Regions from separate parts of the Sus scrofa genome. Here region 1 is linked to region 2. Evidence: chromatin contacts called from public Hi-C data. All regions are on one chromosome and are shown on one strand. Each heading gives the region's core, a stretch centred on a gene start, on an enhancer-like site or on the middle of the called end of the contact. The rest is flanking DNA. Distances are from core to core; before and after follow the strand shown.

Region 1 (6,990 bases), core at 1,929-4,428, 160 kb after region 2:
TGGAAGTTGTCAGGACAGGGATCAACCCTGTGCCACAGTTGGGGCAACAATGCCAGAAGGGAACTTCAGTCTTATGATTTTAAAAACTTTCATGTGAAGTTTTAACATATTTGGGAATATCTGTCCTTTCAAAAATTTGTTGCAAATGTTTTTGTTTGTTTGTTTGTTTAGGAAGCAGGATAAAGTCAAGCTCTGGAGTCAGAGAAACCTGTATCTGGAGTATGACTCCACTACTTCCTTGTTCTGTGATCCTGGGGAAATTGTCCTTTTCAAAAGGCTCTTCCTTCCTACTAGATAACTCTAGCAAGCTTCCTCCTAGCGCATAAAAGCGTCTCCCCGCCTTGGTTTCCAGCCCTGATTATCCTGTTTTTTTTGTTTTTGTTTTTGTTTTCCCCACAGAGGCAGGAGAGGCAGGCACGAGACCGCGGGATGACTCGATCCAAGGCGGAAAAGGTCCGGCCGCCAACAGTTCCGGTGCCACAGGTGGACATCGTGCCTGGGCGGCTTACTGAGGCCGAGTGGATGGCGCTCTCGGTTCTTGAAGAGGGCGAGGAAGTGGTGGGGGACATCTTGGCTGATCTGCTGGCCCGAGTCATGGACTCCGCCTTCAAAGTCTACCTGACCCAGCAGGTGGGCCTGGATCCTGGTCCTTCAGACCCATCTCCCCTCTCCCTGACCCCTTCCTGCTGGCCTGAGACCCTCTTTCGCCTCCTCCTCAGTGCATTCCATTCACCATCAGTCAGGCACGGGAGGCCATGCTGCAGATCACCGAGTGGCGCTTCCTGGCCCGGGACGAGGGAGAAACTGCAGTGGCAGAGGACCCTACGTGGGGAGAGGACGAAGAACCTTCCGCTTGCACGACGGACGCCTGGGCTCAGGGATCCGTGCCCGTGCTGCACGCGCCCACCTCGGTGGGGCTGGAGGAGACCTTCCCAGGCGAAGTAAGCCCAGCCCCCAGCTACCTCCCGCCACTCACCTTAGTGCCTCTCTCCCCTTTGCGACGTCTCACTACTCAACTTCTCACCACCACCCTGGTGCATTTCCCCAGGACCGAGGGAGCGTGGATCAGATCACTTTAGGAAGATCGTGGATGGATACAGGCTCTCAGGAACCGATGGAACCTTGGGACCGCTGTCTTCCAGAGCAGAGGGTCGTCCCAGGTCCCTCATCCACCCTGGAGCTGCTTAAGGAGACAGGGCCTCGAGGTCCTTTAGAGGAATTGGAACTGGACGGCCAGGCGAGGGGCCACCTCTCCTCGGTCGGATGCTTGACCGTGAGCAGCCAACTGTCGATGGAGATGGCGGTCGCAGGCGGTCCTCACCTTTCTCTGGAGCCGACCCCGGTTGCCAGCCCCAAGGGCTCGGTCGAGAAGGCACAGCCCTTCAGCTCCCCGTTCTCTCTCGAGGACCTCTACTATTGCACGCCCCAGGCTCAGGCGGCTGGAGACAGGATGGAGCCCAAGAAGGAGGAGGTGCCCTTCATCTCCTCGAGCGGTTCGGTGTCTGGAACTTCTGCTGGTGGTCTCAGCACGCTCAGCTCCTCCTCTGGGTTCCAGCCGCAGCAGCTCTGGCGCCCCGATGCGCGGCCCAGCTCACTTCGCGGCAGAATTGGCCCCAGCGCGGAGATGGAGCGCCTGGACCCCGCGCGGCTGCCTCGCCGCTGGGTGCGCCCCCTGGCGGAGGTTCTGGTCCCAAACTCCGAGATGCGCCCCCAGAAAGCCTACCGCGGGTGCCTGCAGAGCCGGAAGACCGAGGCCCCGGCCGGTCCGCAAGCCCCCGGTCCCGACGTCCGCGTCTCCCCATCAGTATTCTACCCTCTCCCGCCTGGCGTTCCTTTCCGAGCCTTGGCCCCCGGCCGCAGACTCCAATTCCCCACTTTAAGCTCAGGCCTACCATCGCCAGGCTTTGGTTCAAAGCTGCCCTTCCCCAGTTCCAGGCTCCGCTTTCCCATCACACACTCGGTGCTCCCAGATGTGGCCCACAGTCCTAGTCCCAAACTATGGCCAGGTGCCAAGTGGCCCAGCGGCTGGGAAGGGGAGGCCGAATTGCTGGGCGAGCTGTGGGCCGGCCGCACCCGCATACCTCCTCAGGGCCTGGACCCTGGGTACCGGGAGAGCCAGGATCCTCACAAGTGGCCTCATCCCGCGCCCCAAGTTCTTGAGGCCACATCCCAGGTGATGTGGAAGCCGATGTTGCTGCCTGAAGCCTTAAAGTTGGCTCCTGGTGTGAGCATGTGGAACCCAACCACCCAGGAGCTGCTCAGCTCTGCTGAACCTCAACAGGAGGACAAAAAAGGCAGCACCTCTCCTCCCATCCACACAGGTGCCCCAGAACCACAGGTGACTGTGGCACAGATCGTGAACAACTCAACGCCCAAAATGTGGTCACTCCCCTTCAACCACCTGCTCCATTATGAGCCCTGAACCTCAGGCGGTGGGACTCCTACCCTCCTTCTGTCTACTTGCTGGAAATAAACACCTGAGTTGTCTTAGGAATTGGCCTGTGTCTCTGTCAGTTTCTTCCAAGTGTGTGTTCTCACTGAACTGGAGAGGTCAGGGATATAGAACATTGGCTCCAGGGGTAATTGCATGACTATGCTTAGGAGACTCTGCTTTAGGGCCAGAGAGGCTGAGGCATTCTAGAGAATCATCCCCCTCTCCACCAAGGAGCACATATAAGGGTTGCAAGTAGAGTCTGCCTCAGTTTAGAGAACTTAGAGATTGTCCTTCCACTAGGGGGGAGGAAGTGATTCAGGACATGAGGAATTTGGGAGATTCCTGGTGGTGTAGCGGGTTAAGGATCCCTTGTCCCTGTAGCAGCTCAGGTTGCTGCTGTGGCTCACATTCCACCCCTGGCCCAGGAACTTCTACATGCCATGGATGGTGGAGAAAAAAAAAAAAAAAAGACCTGAATTTGATTTCCAGTCTCTGGAGCTCTGTCAATTCACCTTAAAGTGCAAATCCAAGTTTCACTGGGAGGCAAATTTGAACCTATTCTGGGAAGCCCTGACTCTCCTGATCTTTGACTTGAACCAGCATTGGAGTGAGGCAATTGGGTAGCTAGGGAAAACAATTTAAGGAGGAATTCACTTTCACTTTCAAACGGGGTGCTTGAACACATCCAAGTATGCGTGCCTCCTTAAATTTTGTGCCTAGTACTCTACAACAACCTTTTGGCTAGTCCTTATTTGTTTTCCCACTCTCCCAGTGGGCAGCACTTCCAGTGGCAGGCCAGCATTCTCTGCCATGTCTCTGTGGTCTCTGCTCAGCAGCCCTGTCTGGGGTCTTGGCTTTGTCCTCCTCATTCTGGTCCCTCTGCTTAGACTAGGTGTACAGATCTGGTATAAGATCCATCTTTGGGACCTCCAAGGCTGCTCCACAGATCTGACTGGGAAGACAGCGGTGGTGACTGGAGCCAACAGTGGTGAGTGCTCTTCCAACCCTGACACCTCCCTAAGGACCCTAGCCTCCAACAGCCTCAACAGGGAGGGCAGGAGGAGGACCAGCACCCACTATCAGAAACTTTGTCCCCCCCCAACCCCCCTTGCTCCACTGTCCTCTGGTGACTCCCCAGACTAGCCTTCTCTGAAGCTGCCTTCCCACAGGCATTGGGAAGGCTGTGTCCCAGGAGCTGGCTCGTCGCGGAGCACGTGTGATCCTGGCCTGCCGTAGCCGTGAGCGTGGACAGGGAGCCCTGACTGAGATACAAGCAGCCACCAGGAGCAACCGCCTCCTGCTTGGTGGGGTGGACCTGAGCTCTATGGCCTCCATCCGGAGCTTTGTTCAGTGGCTTCTGCGAGAGTCTCCTGAGATACATCTACTGGTTAACAATGCTGGTGTCTCTGGTATGTGCCTTGATTTGCTTCCCCTCAACACATTTCTGGAGCCTCCTTTCTTGCTCAGGTATCCTCCAAGCCTAACCTGTACATCCCATGGAAATACTAATTCAGACACTATCCTAAAAAGTCTACCTTAAGTTATAGCCTCAAACATCATTGCCTCCATCTTCAGCATACATGCTCCTGTGGCATTTCCACTGAACCCCAATATATTCTCCCCAGATTTTGTCTTCCTCAGAGTTGTCACTCCATCACCCACCACCTACATTTTCATCTCCTTCCAGGATTCCCAAGAACACGTACCCCGGAGGGTCTTGATCTCACCTTTGCCACCAACTACATTGGGCCTTTTCTGCTCACAAATCTGCTCCAAGGTAAGGAAGGATGGGTGCTTACCTTCTGTGCTGCCCACGCTTCTCCATTCCCCCGGTGTTTTCGAGGCTTACTGTCTCACCTCTTTTCCCTTGGCACCTGGACACTTGCTGAGTGATGACCTCGGATGCTTTTCCTAGACACAACAGGGAACCCACCAGGCACCAGTCAGGATTAGAAGGCTGGTAATGGAATCACTCAGCCCCAGATATAACCAGTGAGAGGATATAAGATCGACATCCCACCTCTCCTCCCCCCAGCTCTGAGTTCTAGGCAGCCCAGTAGAGTCAGTCATCTCAACAAAACGTCTTGAGGGTGGCACTAGGCCAGTGGGATTAAGGTGGTTTGGGTTTTTCAGGGAGGGGGGCAGTGGGCAGCAGGCACATTCTCCCTAATATTTTCTCTGGATTGTCTAATCGCCTCTTGAAAAGAAAATTGAGGACATTCCCGTCGTGGCTCAGTGGTTAACGAACCCGACTAGGAGGATGCAGGTTCGATCCTTGGCCTTGCTCAGTGGGTTAAGGCTCCAGAGTTGCTGTGAACTGTGGTGTAGGTTGAAGACGCAGCTTGGATCCCATGTTGCTATGGCTGTGGCATAGGCCGGCAGCTGTAGCTTCTCTTCGACCCATAGCCTGGGAACTTCCACGTGGGTTCGGCCCTAAAGAAGCCAAAAAAACCCCAAAAAAACAAACAAACCAAAAAAAAAAAAAAAAAAAAAAAAAGAAAGAAAGAAAATTGATGTTTTGGCCAGGTAACACAAATCCAAAGTACAAAATTGGAGTTCCCGTGTGGCTCAGCAGTTTAAGGATCTGTGTTGTCACTGCGGTGGCTTGGGTTGCTGCTGAGGGGCTGGTCTGGCCTGGGAACTTCTGCATGCTGAGAGTATGGTCCAAAACACAAAGAAAGCAAGTGCAAAATTGAATGTACGCCATCCTTTATACGATAAACTAAGCTGAGAGCCTGACCTTTGCCTTTCCCAAATCCACGCCCTCATTTCTGGCCAGATGATCTGCATCTCTTGCATCACACTGTTTTGTTTTGTTTTATTTTGTTTAATTCTGACTGTGCGTTTGCACATGTGTTTCTCTCCATCTGAAATATCCTTCCCCATCCCTTTAGACTGCCTAACTTTTGTTCAGCTGCCAACACTCAGCACATATATCATTCATGCTGGGGCTCCCTCCTGGACACCTCAGCCTGCTCCAGCTGCCCCTTTCACCCCTGTGCACACCTCTGTTCCTGCACTGATGTTACTGTATGAAGATTAATCTCCTACTAGGCTGTGAACCCCTTTGGTCTTTATGTCACTATGTCTGCAAGTTTGGGGTTCATTGTCCTCTTTGAGAATACTTTTCTTTCCAACAGGTTTTGGCAAATACTTCCTACTCAATTTTTCATTTGTGATTCTTCATTTAAATGGAGGGCTCAAAATAATTTTAGCATTTGGAAACAATAAGTAAACTCATAGGTGACAACCACTATTTTTCTTACTTTATATAATCCAGACTTTTTTTGTATAGTTAGGAACTCATTTTTTTTCCTTTTCTTGGTGGAACTTGAAACATATGGAAATATCCAGGCCAGGGATTGAATCTGAACTATAACAATGACCCATGCCACAGCTGTGGCAATTTTTGATCCTTAATCCACTGCATTGGACCATGGATTGAACCCACAGCCTCAGCAGCATCTGGAGCCAGGGCAGAGCCCTTAACATGCTGTGCAACACAGCACGAACCCCAGGGACTCATTTCTTTTTACAGCCATTATTTTATATTCCTTTATTATTAATTTTTTATTATTTATTTATTTATTTTGGTCTTTTTGTGTTTTTATTTTATTTATCTATTTATTTATTTATTTATTTGTCTTTTTGCCTTTTCTAGGGCTGCTCCCGAGGCATATGGAGGTTTCCAGGCTAGGGGTCTAATTGGAGCTGTAGCCACCAGCCTACGCCAGAGCCACAGCAATGCAGGATCCAACCTCTTGGTTCCAAGTCGGATTCGTTAACCACTGCGCCATGACGGGAACTCCGGTCTTTTCGTCTTTTTCGGGCCACACCCACAGCATATGGAGGTTCCCAGCCTAGGTGTCCAATCAGAGCTGTAGCTGCCCGCCTATTCTAGAGCCATAACAATGCAAGATCCAAGCTGTGTCTATGACCCACACCACAGCTCACAGCAAGGCCGGATCCTTAACCCACTGAGCAAGGCCAGGGATTGACCTGCATCCTCATGGATGCTAGTCAGGTTCATTAACCACTGAGCCATGACGGGAACTCCCAGGAGCTCGTTTAAAAAAAAAAAAATTTTCACTGGAGTTTCTGCTGTGACACAGTGAGTTAAGGATTAGCTGTGGTGTAGGTTGAAGCTGGAGCTTGAATCTTATCCCTGGCCTGGTAACTTCCATAGGCCGTGAGTGCTGCCAAAAAAAAAAAGATTTAACTTGTTCTGTTGATAGTAATTTTACTTTCACTCTTTTTTTTTTTTGGCCTCGGCTGTAGCATATGGAAACCAAGCCAGAGCTATGGCCAAGGATTGAACTGGCGCCTCCCTGGAGAGAAAACCTGGATCATTAACCCACTGCACCATAGCAGGAGCTCCCTACTTTCACTCTCTGGGAAGATAGTTAATAGTTAAAAATACAAAAAACACTTTCCCAAGTGTCTCTGTACATCTTTTCCCCTAAACCAGCACTCATACAGCCTTAACATCTAGCTTGGTGTCTGCTGTCATCCAGAATGAATAAGTAAATGAATGAATGTATGAATGTGTGAAAGAC
Region 2 (6,662 bases), core at 1,443-3,942:
CTTATCTTAGCTGTTAACATCCTGAAGGTACTCCTGTATTCAGAGCAGACAGTTCTGAGTGTAAACTGAACCAGGGAGGCTAAGATACCATGATTTTGGAGTTTCTGCAGCGGTTCTTGACATTTTGGGGGTCACCGAGCTCTTCTTAGAATCCGATAAAAGCTAAGTGCCTCCCTTCTCCAGCCTAGCAAAATATACTTGTACACCTACAGACAAAATTATCTACAATTTCAGGGGTTCCCAGAACCCCTGAAGTCCATCTGTGACACTCACAGACAGGTGACATGGTGGTCATTTAGAAAGAAATTTGTCTGGGACTTGCCGTTGTGGCTCAGTGGGTTAAGAATCCGACTAGGATCCGTGAGGATGTGGGTTCGATCCCTGGCCTTGCTCAGTGGGTTAAGGATCCGGCGTTTCCATGAGCTGTGGCTGTGGTGTAGGTTGGCAGCTGCAGCTCCAATTGGACCCCTAGCCTGGGAACTTCCATATGCCACAGGTGTGGCCCTAAAAAGACAAAAAAGAAAGAAGGAAAGAAAGGACAAAAGGAAGGAAGAGAAAGGAAAGGAAGGAGGGAAGGAAGGGAGGAAGGGAGGGAAAGGAAAGAAAGGAAGGAAGAAAGAAAGAGAAAGAAAACGAGAGGAAGGAAGGAAGAAAAGAAAAAAGAAGGAAGAGAGAGAGAGAAATTGATCTGGAGTTCCTGTGTGATTCAGTTGGTTAAGGACCCAACATTGTTACTGCAGTGGCTTGAGTTGCTCCTGTGACTCAGGGTTGATCCCTGGCGCAGGAACTTCCGTATGCCACAGGCACCGGGAGAGACAGACAGGTAGAGAGACAGAGGAAGGAAGGAAGGTAGGAAGTGAGAGAGGGAGGGAGGAGGTGGGGGAGGTAGAGAGGAAGGAAGGAAGAGGTCTGGCCTACAGGTCAAGACCTTTATGGGACCAGGGAGGATGTGTAAGACTGGCCAAGAGCACCATTTTCTTTTAGACTTTCTATGTCAAGAGAGAAATATAGCTATTATATTTCTATGTGTTATATTATATGTGTTAAAGTGTTAAATTCTCCCCTTTTCTTTTTTGGTCTTTTTATGTTTTCAAGGCTGCTCCCACAGCATATGGAGGTTCCCAGGCTGGGGGTCAAATTGGAGCTGTGGCCACCAGCCTACACCACAGCCACAGCAACTTGGGAATTGAGCCATGTCTGTGACCTACGTCGCAGCTCACTGCAACGGCAGATCCTTGACCCACTGAGCGAGGCCAGGGATAGAACCCACGTCCTCATGGTTCCTAGTGGGATTGGTTTCTGCTGCGCCACGACGGAAACTCCAAATTCTCCCATTTTAAACATATTCCAATTGTGTAACCCTGTTTCAGGGTTGACTTCTGAGAAGGATTGCTTAGGCATTACTTTATTTTCAATCATGCGGCTTTCTTAGTCTTTCCCATTACTGCGGCCCTTCCAGAAAAGCCTAAAAAAGAGCTCAATGGTGAATGTCACTGCTTGTGGCCACAAGGGGGCAGAGTAGGTCCAAAAACAGAATGGGAATGCTGGCTGCCCCTAAACTGCAATGGACCAAGCCCTTTCTCATTTGTCATAAACACCCAGACACTCAGAGCTGTGCCTTCACTCCCATAACCTTTCTCATTCATAACCTCAGTGTGACCAGTCTCACTGACTGCCCTGCTCACCAGTCAGCATGGAAGCTCTTCTTCAACCCCCGAGGAGTGAGAAGTCTCCTCCCCATGCCTCAGGTCTGGCACATTTAGTTAAATTTGTGAGGAACACAGTACGGAGTTGGTATTATGCATGTTGTGATAGGAAGAAAGTCACCAAGACAAGTGATGGGGGGGAAAAAAAGAGTTTGAAAAAAGGAAAGCACATTCTTTTCTTACAATAGCAAATCACTTTGTTGACGAGAGAAAAGGAAGAAAATACCATTTTTTGTTGGGCCTACTGATTACACAGGTATCATCTTACTTTTTTTGCTTTTTTCTTTTCTTTTTTTTTTTTTTTTTTTTTTTTTTTTTTTTTGCTTTTTAGGGCCACAGCCATGGCATATGGAAGTTCCCAGGCTAGGGATCAAAGCAGAGCTACAGTTGCCAGCCTACACCACAGCTACAGCAACATGGGATCTGAGCCAGGTCTGCCACCTACACCACAGTTCTCGGCAACACTGGATCCTTAACCCACTGAGCGAGACCAGGGATCAAAGCCCCATCCTCATGGATCCTAGTCGGGTTCGTTAACCACTGAGCTGCAAAGAAAACTCCTAACTTCTTATGCCTCCTATAACTATGAAATATTTTATACTATCCCCACTTTTCCCAAAGTCACATAGCTAACAGCTTTCAAGCTGCGATTCAAACCCTGGGTCTTTCTGCTATATTCCACCACCTTTCATAAACTAAGGAAAAGAAAACCCTTTAGAAGAAACAAAGTAACAAGTAAATTAATATTGCCCAAATGGAGCCCACAGATATCCAGGGGGTGCTGGTTACAGCCAAATAGGATATAAATAAATAAGCATAACTTCCTGGACAAAGTTAGTTCTGAGTTGAATTCTGGAGGAGGTGCAGGCCGTAGATTGACAAGAGTAATAAAAGCATTAAGGAAGGAAGGAAGTCACGTGGCAAGGAGACCAACTTAGTTGAAACAGAAGAGTTTCAGGAAAAAGCAATGAGAGCTGAGGAGGAGGGAGCAGTTGTTAAACTCAGCAGGCATTTGCTAAGCCTCAGCTCTGCACAAGCTACTGAGCGGGGGGCTGGGGATGTAGCGTCTCAGCAGGAAGAGAAGAGGAGGGTGTCTGAGCCATCACAGAATACAGGAAGAATGGGGGTATCTGAGGAATAATGAATAGTAACAAGTGGTACAGGATGAGTAAAGGGAGTAAAGAAGCTGACAGCAGGAAGGCACTATGTGCTCTTTAGCAAAGGAAGGATCTGAAGAAACCATGCTTTAGAAACATTAGCTGGTAGTAAGAAGTACCAGAGAGGAAGGGATGGAGTTTGATGAAATAGCTGAGACGCTACTGCCGTGATCCAGGCACAAGGAAATGAATGCCTGGACCAGTGACAGAGAAAATGGAAAAGAAGTTCTCCCTTCAAAGTGTTCCAGTTTAGGAGTTCCTATCGTGGCCCAGCGGAAACGAATCCGACTAGGACCCATGAGGTTGCGGGTTCCATCCCTGGCCTCACTCAGTGGGTTAAGGATCCGGTGTTGCCATGAGCTGTGGGGTAGACGGAAGATGCGGCTCAGATCTGGCACTGCTGTGGCTGTGGTGTAGGCTGGCAGCTGTAGCAGCTCCGACTCGACCCCTAGTCTGGGAACCTCAATATGCTGCGGGTGAAGCCCTAAAAAACAAACAAACAAAAAAAAAAAAGTGTTTCAGTTTACACACTAGTCTTTAGCTTGGGTAATGTGACTGTCCTTGAGAAGGTCCCTGCAAAAACAGATGACTCAAATCTGAAGCACAACACCTCTACGGCGATTGCTTGAGAACTTTTGCAAAGGAAGGAGCTCTGCTCCATGGCTCTCCCAAGAACCTGTAGATTAAGAAGTTGGAAAGAACACTATATACAAAAATAAACTCCAAATGGATTAAAGACTTAAGTGTAAGACCCGAAACCATAAAACTTCTAGGAGAAAAACATAGTGCGCTCTTTGACATCAGTTTTAGCAATATTTTTTTTGAATAGGTCTCCTCAGTCAAGGGAAGCAAAAGCAAAAATAAACAAATGAAACTACATCAAACTGAAAAGCTTTTGCACAGTGAAGGAAACTGTCAAAATGAAAAGGCAGGCTACTGAACAGGAGAAGATATTTGCAAGTGATTTTCAGACGATATATCTGAAAGGGGGGTAATATCCAAAATAGCCAAAGGACCTATACAAGGACCTATATTAAAAAAATAAAAAAAAGAAACCATTAAAAATAGGCAGAGGGCCTAAATAGACGTTTTTCCGAAGAAACATACAAAGAGTCAACATATGAAAAGAGGCTCTCATCTTTAACATCACTGATCATCTGGGAAATGCGAATCAAAACCACGATCACTTCACACCTGTCAGAAAGGCTACTATCAAAAGGACCACTCATAAGTGTCAGCAAGGATGTGGAGAAAAGGAAACCCTTGGGCTCTGTTGCTGGGATGTAAATTGCTGCAGCCACAATGGAGAACAATATGGAAGTTCCTCAAAAAAATTAAAAATTAGAGCTATCACATGATCTAGCAACTCTATTCCTGGGTGTTTGTTCGAAGAAGACAAAAACACTGCTTTAAAAAGATAGGCACAACGTTGTAAATCAACTATGCTTTAATAAAAATTTTTCTAAATTAAAAAATAAAAATATATGCACCCCTGTGTTCATTGTAGCATTATTTACAGCCGTCAATATATGGAAGAAACCTAAGTGCCCATTAACAGATGAATAGATAAAAAAGAGGTGGGGTGTGTGTGAGTGTGTGTGTATACATGCACGTACATACATAGATATATATACAACAATATATGTGTGTATATGTATATATATACACAACAGAATATTACTCAGCCATACAGGAAAAAAGAATGAAATATTGCCATTTGCAACTACATGCCTGGACCTAGAGGGTCCAAGGGAAATAAGTCAAAGACAAATACTCTCAGAGTTCACTTATATGTGGAATCTGAAAAACCAAACAGATGACCAAACATAACTAAGCAGAAACAGAATCACAGATACAGGGAACAAACAGGTGGTTGTCAAAGGCAGGGGGAGGAGGGAGAGCAGAGAAGTAGGTGAGGGAGGGTCAGAAATACAAACTTTCAGTTGTAAAATACCTGAGTCGCGGGGATGCAGTGACTGCAGGGAAGGCAGTCCATGGTTATGTAATCTCTTTGTATGGTAGCAGAGGGTCACTAGACTTGTCATGATGTTCATTTTGAGATGTGCGGAAACACCAAATCACTGCATTGTGTCCCAGAAACTAACATGGTGTGGAAGGTCATTTATACTTCAAAAACAAACAAACTCGGAGTTCCCATCGTGGCTCAGGGGAAACAAATCTGACTAGTATCCATGAGGACACAGGTTCAATCCCTGGCCTCACTCAGTGGGTTAAGGATCCGTCATTGCCATGAGCTCTGTGTAGATTACAGATGCAGCTTGGATCTGGCATTATTGCTGTGGCTGTGGTGTAGGCCAGAGGCTACTGCTTTCAAATCGACCCCTAGCCTCCTTTCTTAAGGTGACCTTTTTTCATTGACCTCATCACTCTATTGATTTTATCCTTTAACTATCAGAGGAAACCCCTATTTTTATTTTTTTATTTCCAGGTTCTTTTCTTTTCCTTTTGTTTTTGCATCTTTGGGCCACACCAGCACCATATGGAGGTTCCCAGGCTAGGGGTCAAATCGGAGCTACAGCTGCTGGCCTACACCGCAATGCAGGATCCAAGCCGTGTCTGCCACCTACACTACAGCTCACCTACAAGGAATGTTTATTTGACAGTGACTTCATATTTATCACTGTAGTACCCGAAAACATAGGCAGATGAGAGTTTAAGGAGAAATGCTTAGGGATAATGTTGCTTGAGTTTCCATTGTAGCGCAGCTGAAACGAATCCGACTAGTATCCATGAGGATAAGGGTTCGATCCCTGGCCTCATTCAGTGGGTCAGGGATCTGGTGTTGCCGGGATCTGTGGTGCAGGTCACAAATGCAGCTCAGATGCCAAATTGCTGTGGCTGTGGCATAGGCCAGCAGCAGTAGCTCCAATTCAACCCCTAGCCATATGCACGGGTATGGTACTAAAAAGAAAAAAAAAAAAAGAACGATGTTTCTTGGTATTCCCTTGTGGCACAGTGGGTTAAGGATCCGGTGTTGTCACTGCTATGGTTTGGGTCACTGCTGTGACTCAGGTTCAGGTTCAGTCCCTGGCCAGGTAACTTCCATATGCTATGGGTCCAGCCAAAAAAATAAAAAGAATCATGTTGCTTTATAAAACCCTTAAGAGGAATTCCCCTGGCGGCGCAGTGGTTAACGAATCCGACTAGGAACCATGAGGTTGCGGGTTCGGTCCCTGCCCTTGCTCAGTGGGTTAACGATCCGGCATTGCCGTGAGCTGTGGTGTAGGTTGCAGACGCGGCTCGGATCCCGAGTTGCTGTGGCTCTGGCGTAGGCCGGTGGCTACAGCTCCGATTGGACCCCTAGCCTGGGAACCTCCATATGCCGCGGGAGCGGCCCAAGAAATAGCAACAACAACAACAACAAAAAGACAAAAAAAAAAAAAAAAAAAAACCTTTAAGAGCAAAAATTATCATATATCTTTGTGTGGTATTTCATCTTCTGTGTAATACAAAATTAATATTACTGCTTGATGGAATGAATAAAATAACTATTTAGCTAATGAATCCTAACTATTCACAGAAGGTGACAGAGTTGCTGTTTTTTTTTATGTGTGTGTGTGTGTGTGTGTGTGTGTGTGTGTGTTTTAGGGAAAGCAAGTTTATTTAGAGAAATACACATTCCATATGCAGAATGCAGTCCGTCTTTGAAGGCGAGAGGGGCCAATGGTAGAATTTCAATCGGAATCTCAATTTCAAAGAGAAATGCATTCAGTGCCCCTTTGCAGCCACAGAAGAAGTTGTTAAATATGACGTGAAGTCATCTAAGTCTCACCATACT

Evidence for each region. Hi-C and Micro-C count contacts between places; a contact is called where the count stands out from the background.
Region 1: a Hi-C map of retroperitoneal adipose tissue shows a contact between it and region 2, with 2.2 times the contacts expected there. The contact joins the promoter of LOC100513982 here to the enhancer-like site in region 2. A contact is called at or near these places in 11 of 47 Hi-C or Micro-C datasets (alveolar macrophages, embryonic fibroblasts, fetal liver and 7 more) and 1 of 2 datasets of contacts at active chromatin or transcription factors (alveolar macrophages).

The regions. Positions count from the first base shown.
Region 1 is chr3:68,620,932-68,627,921 of Sscrofa11.1, forward strand. It overlaps LOC100513982 (retinol dehydrogenase 12-like), which reads left to right and starts at 3,179. Exons shown (of 6, transcript XM_005662442.3): 1 at 3,179-3,422; 2 at 3,604-3,843; 3 at 4,122-4,211. The coding sequence starts at 3,245. C3H2orf81 (chromosome 3 open reading frame, human C2orf81) reads left to right here. Exons shown (of 4, transcript NM_001244876.1): 2 at 400-630; 3 at 720-941; 4 at 1,049-2,494. The coding sequence ends at 2,422.
Region 2 is chr3:68,457,414-68,464,075 of Sscrofa11.1, forward strand. The region is part of intron 4 of M1AP (meiosis 1 arrest protein); the gene reads left to right. Among named protein-coding and RNA genes, the nearest start is that of DOK1, 37 kb to the right of the region's middle. Within about 2 kb of position 2,693, at least 16 of the 83 cell types and tissues checked have an H3K27ac peak or open chromatin away from gene starts, as enhancers often do. A contact at or near this core is called in liver, mesenteric adipose tissue, retroperitoneal adipose tissue and 1 more, where this site is marked.